Linked DNA regions of Mus musculus: all the other regions are linked to region 3. A link is a contact called in public ChIA-PET and promoter capture Hi-C data. All regions are on one chromosome and are shown on one strand. The core of a region is the stretch at or near the end of the contact, and the rest is flanking DNA. Distances in the headings are between cores, read along the strand shown. Region 1 holds the start of 0610005C13Rik (RIKEN cDNA 0610005C13 gene). Region 2 overlaps Lmtk3 (lemur tyrosine kinase 3). Region 3 holds the start of Scaf1 (SR-related CTD-associated factor 1). Region 4 holds the start of Emp3 (epithelial membrane protein 3).

Region 1 (2,700 bases), core at 90-2,589, 560 kb before region 3:
TTGTCACAGGAAAATCATTGCTAGGCCCTAAGACTCCAGCTAAAGGTCTCACTCTGGAGTCCTGGCTAGACTCAAAACTGTGCAGTCCTCCTGCCTCAACCTCCTGAGTGTTGTAATTGCATCACCTCCCACGGGGCCTGAGAGAGCTCTGACTGTATCCAGGCTGGCCTGTTCCTGTTCAGACTTCTCATCTCCTCTGTGGCCCTGTTGTCATCCTAAGCCATCCTCTGCCACACTGAGACCCCACAGGTCTGCTGAACTAGCTCTCCTATCGGTGTAAGATGCCCCCTCTATGTTTCTAATCTTTGCTGGGAGAACCCCACTCTCTTTCAGAGCAGAGTCCCAACAAAGCAGGAACTGACTGTCACCTCCTCTGTGTCCCAGAACACAGGTGATCTCAGGAAGAGATGACAGAGGAAGAAATGTGCGAAGCACCCAGACGGCTGAACCCAGTCAGGAAAAAGCAGAGTGGACTCACGCAGCAGGGTGGGGACGGAAGCAGCTAGTCCTACCTGCAGAGAGTAGTGCAGACCAGAGCAGGCTGGGTGTAGCGTGAGGTTCTGGAAGGGCTGGATCCTTGGTGGGCCCCATCCAGCCTTGTTATTCCACTCCACCATCAGCATGTGGTCTGTGAAGGTCTTCCCAAACAGCAGTGCCTGGCTAGGGGCTGGCTTCTTCTGTGGTTCTTTGGTCATCTGAATCTGGAGGTCTGCAGCCTGAGAGAAAGAAATAAAACAAAACAACAAGAAACAAAACAAAACAAAACAAAACAAAACAAAAAAACAGCACCTCAGGGGCCTGACGTCGCCAACCTGAGAGACTACAGCTTCCATGGGGCCCAAAAAAAGAAGCAGGTACCCAAGAAATACAGTGTTAGCTCTTCACAGCACCCAGGAGCAGACAGCTAGACGACCTCTGAGAGATGCCTACATGCAGATAGATCCTGTCCTCCCTCAAACACGGGGGCACACACCGGGCTTTTCCCTTAGACCCAGGGTTCTCCTTTTACCTTGAATATGGAGGACACACATCTTTTGGACCCACATAGAAGCCAGGGAACAGGCAGAAGCTTTCGGGCCCAGACCTAGGGTGGAGAGAGAAATAAATGTGACCAGGGCAAGAGCCAGAAAGAGCAGAGGTCCTGGCACCTGTCTGGCTTGGGAGGCCCCTGAGGTTGGCTCTGTCACAGTCTCAGTGCATTCTAGACAGCCTGTGCTCTGCCCAAGTCCCCACCGGGATGCCTATCCCTAGAAAACTAAAGTCAGCTCCAGCCCCTCCACCATCCACCATGCAGGGCAAAGTCGACAGAGGCGTGCCTCCCTACTAGAGAACTTTGGCCGCAGCTTGTAGACAGCTTAGACGGGACAACGACCAGGGACAGCGAGCAGGTAAGGGAACACTCCTGGCTTGGGGTGAGGGGGCACAAAAACTGACAAGAGTTAGAAAAGAATAGGTCCTGTTTCTCCTAGAATTCATCAGCCCAGACCTCAGATCTCCTCCCTCAGACCCTGGGAACCGGGCTCCTTGACCCTCCTCCCTCAGACTCAGGAGTAATGGCCCATGAACTTCTCTATCAAACCCAGAGCTCCAGACCTCCTCCCTCCGACCCAGAGGTCCTCCCTAACCTTCCTCCCTCAGACCCAGAGGTCCTCCTTAACCTTCTTCCCTCAGAACCACAACTACAACACTCCAACACGCTTCCCTCAGACAGGAGCCCTAAGGCTTATTACTCTTTAGGAGTATCAGTCAGCTGGTTGCTGCCGCTGCTACAACCGACCCAGCCACAGCTGGAATACCCTCAACCTGGGCAGTGACTACTGTGCTCTACACAGTCAGCGGCTGAAGGGCAGTCTCGTGCCAGCCATTGAAAATGCTCAAGGCACACATCCCTGCTGACCTTCCCCAAGGTGAGCATGGAATTCAGGGCTGGTTGTGCACAGGGGGGGAGGGGGGACGTGTCCTGGTATTTTGGTGTCATGCTTTTCTCTGCAGACCATGGAGAGGCAGCTGAGTCCTTAGTTTGAGGAAGACAGGATAACAGCCTGTTCCCGCTGCTAGAGGCCAGTGAGATGGAGAGGCTTGCAGAGGTCACTGATCAATGGGTGAGTCTCAAATGTCGTATGGATAAGTCTGGGCCAGGACATGGGTTTGTTTCCTTCCTTCCTTCCTTCCTTCCTTCCTTCCTTCCTTCCTTCCTTCCTTTTTTGGAGGGGAGAGGGCTTAAGACAGGGTCTAAGTTGCCCACTGACCTCAAACACACTCTATAGCCCAGTGCGTGAAGTTAGGATCTTCCTGCCTCAGAGCCTGCACCAGAGAGAGTGACAGGCACGTGTGCCACCACACCTGGCTCAGATAAGATCTCTCTACGTGTGTTGACATGTGCACACACCACGTGACGGCATGTATGTGCATCTGTGCGTGTCTGTGGAGGTCAAACTCAGATGTCATTCCTCGGGTGACTTCCACCCGTTTTTTTTTTGTTTGTTTGTTTGTTTGTTCTGAGACAGGGTCTTACTATGTAGCCCTGGCTATACTGCAACTCACTGTGTAGACAAAGCCAACGGCCTTGATCTCAGAGAGCCTTCTGTCTCTGCCTCCCTAGTTAAATGTATGTGACCGTAGCTCCAGCCCATCCTGTCTTGAGGCAGGGACTCTGATCAGGTCCTGGAGCTTGCCAGGTTGGCTCAGCTCTCTACAGTC
Region 2 (2,700 bases), core at 196-2,695, 780 kb before region 3:
ACTCTTCTGCCTCCAGCCGTTGTGCAAGCTGTTCACACACCATCACAGGAGCTCCAGGCTGCATGATCGTGTGTGCGAGTGTGTGTGAGAGTGTGTGTGAGTGAGTTGAGTGTGAGCGTGTGTGTGTGTGAGTGTGTGTATGTGCGTGTGTGTGTGGTGTGTGTGTGTGTGACTGTGTGTGTGCGAGTGTGTGAGTGTATGACTGCGTGTGCGTGAGTGTGTGTGTGCGTGTGTGTGAGTGTGAGTGTGTGTGCGTGTGTGTGAGTGTGTGCGTGTGTGTGTGTGTGTGACTCTGTGTGTGTGTGTGTGTGTGTGTGTGTGTGTGTGTGTAGGGGGGATTATGCCACTTATACCCTCATAACACTCAGGATCAGGATCCATTCTCATTCCCATTCTACAGATGAGGATGCTAAGGCAGAAAGGGACACTGACTGGCCAACGTCACACAACTGAAAAAAGGCAGGGTTAATCCTGAAACTCAGAGGATCTGGGGAACTAACAGCTCCTTCCCCACATCCTGGGCGTTCAGCATGGTGGCCAGCAGGGGGCAGGAGAGAACTGATTTTCCATCTGCACAAGGACCCAATAGACGCGTACCACGAGAGGGCAGCACCCAGGGCCAGCAGCCGGGCCGGAATTATGGCTCTATGCTCCTTTCTAAGTGCCTCAGTTCTTTCCGTAAAAACCGTGGGACTAAAATCCACTGCAAGGATCGCAGTGAAATTGAGCGAGTAGCAATGTGTCAGGTCACTGTGAGCTCGCTGCTGTGATTCCTGTTCTCTGGGTGTCTGCCATATCCCCTGGCTTTAAGTGCCCTTGGAGAGGATATGGAGATCCACCAAGGTATCCGAGCTCAGAAATGGGAAAGATGGACAAGGGAGTGTGTACTTAAGGATCCTTGAAGAAGCAACTGAGGGTCAGAGACCGGTGTAACTGTCCAAGGCTGTGAATGGGAACCAACTGGTCTTAGCTGAGAGATGTCAATGTGACTGAGTGGGTGAATGGAAGAGAGAGAGAGAAGCGAGGTAAGGGAGGGCAGGTTGGGGAGGGGTGGGATAGGGTCCTGCTGGAAGCACTGTACCTGCGGGCCGGGCGTCGGGAGCCCGGGCGGGAGGCCCCGGGGTCTCCAGTGCAGGTGAGACGGAGAAGCGGGAGAAGCACAGGGGGGGGCCTGGCGGGGGGAGGAGGGGGAAATCCTCCGCCCACTCGAAACTGCCGCCTAGGGAGAAAGTGAACTAGACTTATACACCAGCTTAGCAGACCAGCACAAGGCCGCCTTTAGCCCTACCCTCCAGCAAGGCTCCATCCCTCCTCCCACTTCAGATACCTTTCCGCCCCCACCCGCCTCAACCAGCCCTTGCCTTCCTGAGCTCCGCCCAGGCCCCTCGGTACAGCTCCAGCCTACAAAGAGTGGATGGGTTCCTAGATTCAATCCTTCTCTTCCAGGTCACCCTTAGCCCTGCCCTTCCCACATGACACGCCCATTGCATAATAAGGCCACTCCCTCCACTCCCAAGCCCCGCCCTCCCGCAGCCCAAATCTTGGGTTCCGCCCCTCACCAAAGCCGCTGTCGCTGTTGGGAAACCCATCTCCTGGGGTGGTGGGGTGGGGAGGCGTCGGGGGCGCTGGGGGAGTTGATGGCTCCGTGTCCCCCTCGGGGGTGCCCTGGACGCTCAACTCGTTGGTTGGAGTCTCCTGTGAAAACAAGAGAAAAAGAATAGGAAACGTATTGTCACACCCAACCACGGCATCTCAATAATTAAATAAAACCCAACGATATTGCTGGGGCTTTCAGTACCCCATTTTGTAATTGCTGATGTATTGTATGGAGAAGTTAATGGAACTTTCATCTGCCTTCAAAAGTTCCTACAAGCTCTAATCTCACCCTGGTCTTTGTTCCTTACCTAACTATAAAGCCCCACCCAGCTCAGGAATTCCTAAATTCAGCGAGCAAGACGCTGTTCTAAACCCCGCAGCACCACCTCCAAGATCTTGGCGGCAGAGATCCAAACCTATGTCTTGGAGCTAACAGCCTGGTCCTGTAGCCTCCCAACCTCTAACTCCAGCCACGCACCAAGGGACAATTATCCCAGTCCCACTCAAACTCTCAAAGTCCCACCTTGAGTCTGGCAAGGTGGGGACCCCCTTAATTCCAGCGCTCAGGAGACAGGGTCAGGTGGGTCTCTTAAGTTTGAGACCAGCCTGGTGTACAAAGTGAGTTCCAGGACAGTTAGGGTTATACAGAGAAACCAAGATGCACATGGGTCTCCGAGTTCTAGGCCACCCTTCTCTACAAAGTTCCAGGACAGCCAGAGCTATACAAAGAAATCCTGTCTCAAACAAACAAACAAAATTGAAAAGTCCCATTTGGGCCAGGCAGTGGTAGCGCACGCCTTTAATCCCAGCATTTGGGAGGCAGAGGCAGGCGGATTTCTGAGTTCGAGGCCAGCCTGGTCTACAAAGTGAGTTCCAGGATAGCCAGGGCTATACAGAGAAACCCTGTCTCAAAAAAAAAAAAAAAAAAAAAGTCCCATCCCATTTTGGAATCCTTTGGTCTCATGACTCTGAACACTGCACCTGACCCTGTTTTCAACTATCTCACAACCTGGCCTCAAACAGTCTCACCCCAGGTTTACATAGCAAGGCTCAGGCAATAAACCTCTTTTTTTTTTTTTAAATATGGGGATTTCAGGTCCAGAT
Region 3 (2,700 bases), core at 127-2,626:
TCTGGTAGGTGTGGCTTGGGGCTCCTTCTCAGGGCCGTATATAGGGAGATCTTAGGACAGCACAGGTCTCAAAATTAATCTCCGCCTCCTCCCTGGGATTGTCGCCAAGTTCTCTGCCCCAGCTTCGTTCTAGAGGCTGGCGTCTCGGCCTGTCTATGGACTTAGGCTTCCGGTTCCCGCTGTCCCAGCCAAACGGAAGATAGACTGGGAGGGGAGCTGGGGCCCTGGAGGGGGACAGCAGGGTAACTGGGCAGGACGGGCTGTGAGATCACCACATTCCTAATCCATGAGCCAGTTCATCCTAGTCGGGAAGTCCGGGTCTAGAAGGGCCGACAGCCAGGATTTCTGGGCTTTGGAAGGATGCGGTTGATAGCTCAGACACTGGTTCCTACGAGAGTATTGAGTTAGAGACTTAGATTTCTCCGGTCCGACTCCGGTCCAGGGGGTCGGGAGGGGCTCCTTACTACTACTGGGAAAGCTGGGAGTCTGGACTCATGGGGCCAAAGGATGGAGAGTCTGGGGACCCAGAATTCTGAGTTCGAGGGCATGAGTGCTCCGGGAGGGTTGTGGAAGAATTTAGCACTTACATTTATGTAAGATATGGTATTGACGTCCTGAAAGGGAAGAGGATTGAAATTCCAGAGTCCCAAGGAAGAGGGAAATGAGTCTTCACTCATCTGCTCTGAACCAGAAGACTCAGAGTTTGGATTTTCCTGTCCTGAGTAAAGGAGCTCTGGTTTGACTCCTGAGTTCTGAATTTAATGGAGATTATTTTAAGTTAAAGCCTATTCTGGACATCTTAGAATGAACTTATCTCAAAACAAACAAACGAAAAGAGGACTATAGATATAGTTTAGTGATAACATAGAACGTTTGTCTACCATGTATGAGCATTTAAATTCAATCTCTAGTTCCCCCCCCCCAATAAATAATTTTAGAAGCTGGGCATGATAACTGACGAGTCCCAGCACTGGGGAAACAGAAGCAGAAAGACAGCAGCAAGTTCCAAGCCCGTCTGAGATACATAAGACAGCGTCTCAAAAAAATCTTCTTAGGATTTATAGGAGAAAAAAATTAGAAGGGTTTCATATTCAGAAAGGACGACCATGGGCGGGGTAGCGTCCATCTTAATTGAACTACAATTCCCATGGATCTCAACAACGGAGCGCCTTTTTTACATCACTTCCTGATCCGCCGCCTTTTTCCCCGCGCACGCAGGACACTGAGGGGGGTCGTACCGCGCGCTCCAGCAGCCCCGCCCACTTCACCTCTCACCCCGTACACTGTCCCCCGCGTGACGGAGTCTTCACACGGACTACATCTCCCGGCATCCAGCGCGCGCACTCCACCTCCATGTGACGCATTGATTTCTGGGAAACGGAGTCGCCTCCGGTGCTGCCGGCCTTTCGGAAACCCAGCTGGGTACTTGAAATCCCGGCAAGCGCCGCGGCAATTTGGTTCCGCCCTTCCCCAGCTCAAATCGCGAGCCCCGCCCCATTCCGCCCCGCCCCGCGCCGGGACCGGAGCCGCAGCCCGAGCGGCGGGGTAAGATGGCGGCGGCGGTCCGGGCCGCGGGGCTCGGGCCTATCGGGGTGGGCGGGGCGGAGTCGGGTCGCTAGTCGTCTCCGAGTGTCGCCCGTATGCCACGGGGCCTGGAGAGCGTAGCGTGGCACCTTCGGACCCGGCTGCAGCGGCCAAGGCAGTCTCTGAGTAGGGGGCCTTCTTAGGGCCCCGGACGCGCCCGTGGGTGCCAGAGGGCTTTCGTATGGCCTGGACCGCGACTAGGCCGGCCCTCCTTCCCATTGCTGAGCCTGGACACGTCTGCAGGCGCCGTAGATGGTTTTTATGTGCGACCGTAGGCTAGGGTCTGTTGAGAGGCTTTTGGGGCCATCTTGAGATCTTCACTCCCCCAGGAGTTAAGGGGGTCTGCAGAGTCACCTAGTTCACTGGGGTGTATTTGTTAGGGCTGGGAAGTCTCTCCTCATGCTGGCCTCTGCATTCGGCTCATCTACATGGATCTGGGACCATTTATGAGGCCTGGAAGCTCTCTTCAAGGACTAGGAAGTGTTAAGGTCCACCTGGAAGAAAGAGATGTACTCCCACCTAGGGAGAGGGAAGCAAGCTTTGTGATGTGCCCAGAGGCATAAATGAGTCGCTAAGGTCTGGGAAGTGTTTTATGTGGGGGTGACTCGGAGATAGGGGTGGGTGGGGTAGGGTGGGGTAGTTTGAAGGAACTAGAATCGTCCAATGATTGCAAGAATACAGTCTATGTCTTGGAGGAAATTCAAGTGCTTTTGAAGAGTAGATAAATGTGTAGAGAATAATAACAGAAAACGCTGGGAATTTTATCCAGCTCAAATGTACTTGCCTTTCAGAAAGTAATTAAAAAGAAAATGGTTTCAAACAAAAAAGAACCTGTGTTGTCCCCATGCTGAGGAGTTAGAATCATTCCTGAGGGTCTGTAGAGCTGTCTGGGATCATCTAGTGCAGTGCTCTGCAACTTGACCTTGATAGGAAGGGAAAAAATGCATTATTCGATGAGATTAAGTGCATGCCAACATATGTATTTTACTAATATTACTCCAGTCCTGCAAACTCATGGTTCCATTTGAAACTTGGAAAGTATTTTCCATTATGTTTTATGTACTTTGTGTAATGAGCTGTTTGTGAATCACTAAATTGCTCCCAGAGCCCTGTAAT
Region 4 (2,700 bases), core at 15-2,514, 910 kb before region 3:
CTTCCCCTTGTTTCTGTCCCCCTCCTCCATCCATCCTCATTTAAGATTCCAAACTTTAGCTTCCGGACGCACTGGCCTCAAGTCTTTGCCCTTTCTCCAATTACTAGAGCCAGAGTTCCCTCGACTCCACTCGGGGCTCCAAAGCCCGCTCTAAGTTGTACAGTATTACCAGGCACTGCTCTAGATCTAAGCTAGCCGCGATGCTATCCCTCTTTTACAGATGAAGGAAAATAGTGGAGACGTCATCAGTAACGCCTATGGTCACACTGCCAATGGATGCTGCAGAGGCTGTGCTGTGTGGTACCCAGCTCCCAGTCTCGCAATCCCCAAGCCAGCTGGTCACTCACCCCTGCAGGCTTAGGTCATCACACCCAGCTCTAGCACCATCATCCAGATCCCCAGCCCTAACTTCATCAGTCCTAGTTCATCACCCACAGCCCCTAACTCTGAGAATAAATGATAGTTCACACTATAACCCTGGGACTAGAGTGCTGTGAGAATTCTAATGGCCTCCCACAGCACTTACAGTAAAATCCTGATTCCTCCATGACTTCCAAGTGAATCCTCTGCTGTCCCGCTCACCACACCCTACGCTCTCTGTGCTCCAGACACACTGGCCATTCTGTCTGCTCTCCAAACGGCCAGCGTTTCTTCTCAAAGCTTGGGACATTTTCTCCCTAGTATCCAAATGACTCAGGTCAAATAGCACCTCCTCCAAGAAGCTTTCCAGGATTATCCTTTTTAAATTAGCATCTGCCCACCTAGTCATTATTGCCATCCGTCTATTTTCTTTATTGACTGTGTATTATACCCACTATATAGATTAGCAAACTGAGGCCCAAGTAAGTGAAATAATCTATCCCAGGCCACACAACCATGGAATGGCAACATTGGCATTCTTTAAAGCTATATCCTGCTCCTTCCCGTAATTTCATACTTTTTGTCCTGCCATGAGCCAGCCCAAAGTTTGATCTGTGTCACAGGATCTGGCCTTCTACAGATTCTTGTGTCATCTACTCTGCCCCAAACTTCATCAAAGAGAGCAGGCATCCAGTCCAAGAAGGTAACATGCTCCACCCCAGGGCCTCAAGGACTTCTCATCTGAGCCCTGAAAGGAGGTCCCAGAACATGCCTTCTGTGTGACTGGGTGGGCAGAGAATAAGGAACCAAGATTTCGTGCCCTCCCCTGACTGGAGACCTCAGCTGGGCGAGGCTAAAGTGGATATAAAAGGGTTGGTATATATTGAGAGTCGAGAGAAGCAGAAAACCACCAGAGGAGAGAGAGAAAGGGAGGGAGGGAGAAGGCAGACGGAGAAGGGTGGGTATTAAAGGGTGGGAGGAAGGCGGTGAGGGAGGCGGGGGCCTCAGAGTGGAAGGAGGGAGCAGAAGGGCGGGGCAAGAGGCCCAACGAGGACAGACTCCAACTCTGACTTCTTCAGCAACTCTCGGTAAGTTTTTCAATCCGTTATTCAGATGGGGCTTTATTTACTGGGCGGCATGGCACCATGGGCGGGGCACCTTAGGCAGGAAGAGACCCTCCACTCTTAGCTCCAGAGGAGACTGGTAATTGAAGAACTGATCTCTCAGCCTTTGTAGTGGGAATACAGGAGAGCTTAGAGCTGTCTATGAGACTTGTCCCAACAGAGCCCACCATGAAGAATGTCCTGTGGCTTCTCCCTGGGGTCTTCCACTCCCTTCTTAGATGAAGGGGTGCAGGAGGGCTCCCAGGGCTGGCTGAGTTCTCTGGACACTGAAGGGTGGTAGGAGGTGGTCTCTCCACTCAGACCACACCCTCCCTGCTGCAAATCCACCTCCCTGAGTGTCTAGAGCCGGGGTCTGCAGTCAGGTCGGGTGAGGACCAGAGACTCAGCCAGAGGCTGGCATTTCCCTGGTGTTGGAGGGAGGGGGGATGAGTCACTCGTGACTCACTCCAGGAGAAAGAAGAGAGTCAGTGAGTCAAGGATGCCTGTCCCGGGGGCAATTCCTGCTCCTGATGGTTCATATGGAGACCCACACGGCCCAGGGACAGAGTGTTGAAGATGCACCAGCTCACTGTTAGTCCTGCCCGTTCCTCTGTCTCCCAAAAGTCCATCTAGGACAGTCTCTGCCCGCCTCCAAGAGCAGGAGTCCCCTGGCTTGCCCTTCTCCCCAGGGAGGAACTGCTCGGCCTACTCCCCTTCTCCCTCACACCAGAGACTTCCCTACCTCCCTGGCCCTCCTCTCTGATTTAGAAAGCCATTCTCCAGCCCTCCTCCCCTAGGATTGAGTGCTCCCACCCTTTGCAGGCTTGCCTCTCCTGCCCTGAGCCAGACATCTGGCAGCCATGTCACTCCTCCTGTTGGTGGTCTCTGCCCTCCACATCCTCATTCTTGTCTTGCTTTTTGTGGCCACTTTGGACAAGGTAAGTTTCCAGCTCACTGGGAACCCCAGATATAGCCCATCTCTAAGACCCCACCTACCTGCCTCTGCTTCCCTTCCTCCCTACCTCTGTGCCTCCTCCTCCCCACTCCTCCCCTTCCCTACTCTTACTTCTGCGTGTGTACTTTCCCCTGGCCTAGCCCATGCATTTGGCCATCAGGAGTCATCCCCACTCTCCCTGACATCTTTTGTCCTGTGTCTCACCTCACCCTCCCCGGTCTCTGTCCCTTCCAGTCCTGGTGGACTCTCCCAGACAAAGAGTCCCTGAACCTGTGGTATGAC

The links. Promoter capture Hi-C pulls out the DNA fragments that hold promoters and counts their contacts. ChIA-PET counts read pairs in DNA pulled down with a chosen protein or histone mark. Capture Hi-C pulls out chosen DNA fragments and counts their contacts.
Region 1: a promoter capture Hi-C map of adipose tissue shows a contact between it and region 3, with 3 times the contacts expected there. The contact joins the promoter of 0610005C13Rik here to the promoter of Scaf1 in region 3. A contact is called at or near these places in 11 of 39 promoter capture datasets (the C10 cell line, the HPC-7 cell line, cranial neural crest and 7 more), 2 of 484 Hi-C or Micro-C datasets (B cells and natural killer cells), 3 of 115 datasets of contacts at active chromatin or transcription factors (astrocytes, bone marrow-derived dendritic cells and embryonic forebrain) and 4 of 9 other capture datasets (adipose tissue, liver, macrophages and 1 more).
Region 2: an RNA polymerase II ChIA-PET map of memory CD8 T cells shows a contact between it and region 3, with 19 read pairs. The contact joins the enhancer-like site here to the promoter of Scaf1 in region 3. A contact is called at or near these places in 5 of 39 promoter capture datasets (cranial neural crest, liver, maxillary cranial neural crest and 1 more), 3 of 115 datasets of contacts at active chromatin or transcription factors (bone marrow-derived macrophages, embryonic forebrain and memory CD8 T cells) and 3 of 9 other capture datasets (adipose tissue, liver and pancreatic islet).
Region 4: a promoter capture Hi-C map of neutrophils shows a contact between it and region 3, with 2.7 times the contacts expected there. The contact joins the promoter of Emp3 here to the promoter of Scaf1 in region 3. A contact is called at or near these places in 5 of 39 promoter capture datasets (erythroid cells, liver, neutrophils and 1 more), 2 of 484 Hi-C or Micro-C datasets (CD8 T cells and uterus), 1 of 115 datasets of contacts at active chromatin or transcription factors (memory CD8 T cells) and 2 of 9 other capture datasets (adipose tissue and liver).

What each region holds. Positions count from the first base shown.
Region 1 is chr7:45,573,815-45,576,514 of GRCm38.p6, reverse strand. It overlaps 0610005C13Rik (RIKEN cDNA 0610005C13 gene), which reads left to right and starts at 1,339. Exons shown (of 5, transcript NR_038166.1): 1 at 1,339-1,388; 2 at 1,738-1,907; 3 at 1,993-2,102. Bcat2 (branched chain aminotransferase 2, mitochondrial) reads right to left here. Exons shown (of 11, transcript NM_009737.3): 2 at 1,010-1,084; 3 at 513-716.
Region 2 is chr7:45,799,431-45,802,130 of GRCm38.p6, reverse strand. Lmtk3 (lemur tyrosine kinase 3) reads right to left here. Exons shown (of 15, transcript NM_001290990.2): 13 at 1,560-1,695; 14 at 1,082-1,219. Among named protein-coding and RNA genes, the nearest start is that of Cyth2, 14 kb to the left of the region's middle. Within about 2 kb of position 1,445, at least 142 of the 459 cell types and tissues checked have an H3K27ac peak or open chromatin away from gene starts, as enhancers often do. A contact at or near this core is called in adipose tissue, bone marrow-derived macrophages and memory CD8 T cells, where this site is marked.
Region 3 is chr7:45,014,925-45,017,624 of GRCm38.p6, reverse strand. Scaf1 (SR-related CTD-associated factor 1) reads left to right here and starts at 1,376. Exons shown (of 11, transcript NM_001008422.1): 1 at 1,376-1,545.
Region 4 is chr7:45,919,990-45,922,689 of GRCm38.p6, reverse strand. Emp3 (epithelial membrane protein 3) reads left to right here and starts at 1,264. Exons shown (of 5, transcript NM_010129.2): 1 at 1,264-1,448; 2 at 2,286-2,401; 3 at 2,653-2,700. The coding sequence starts at 2,324.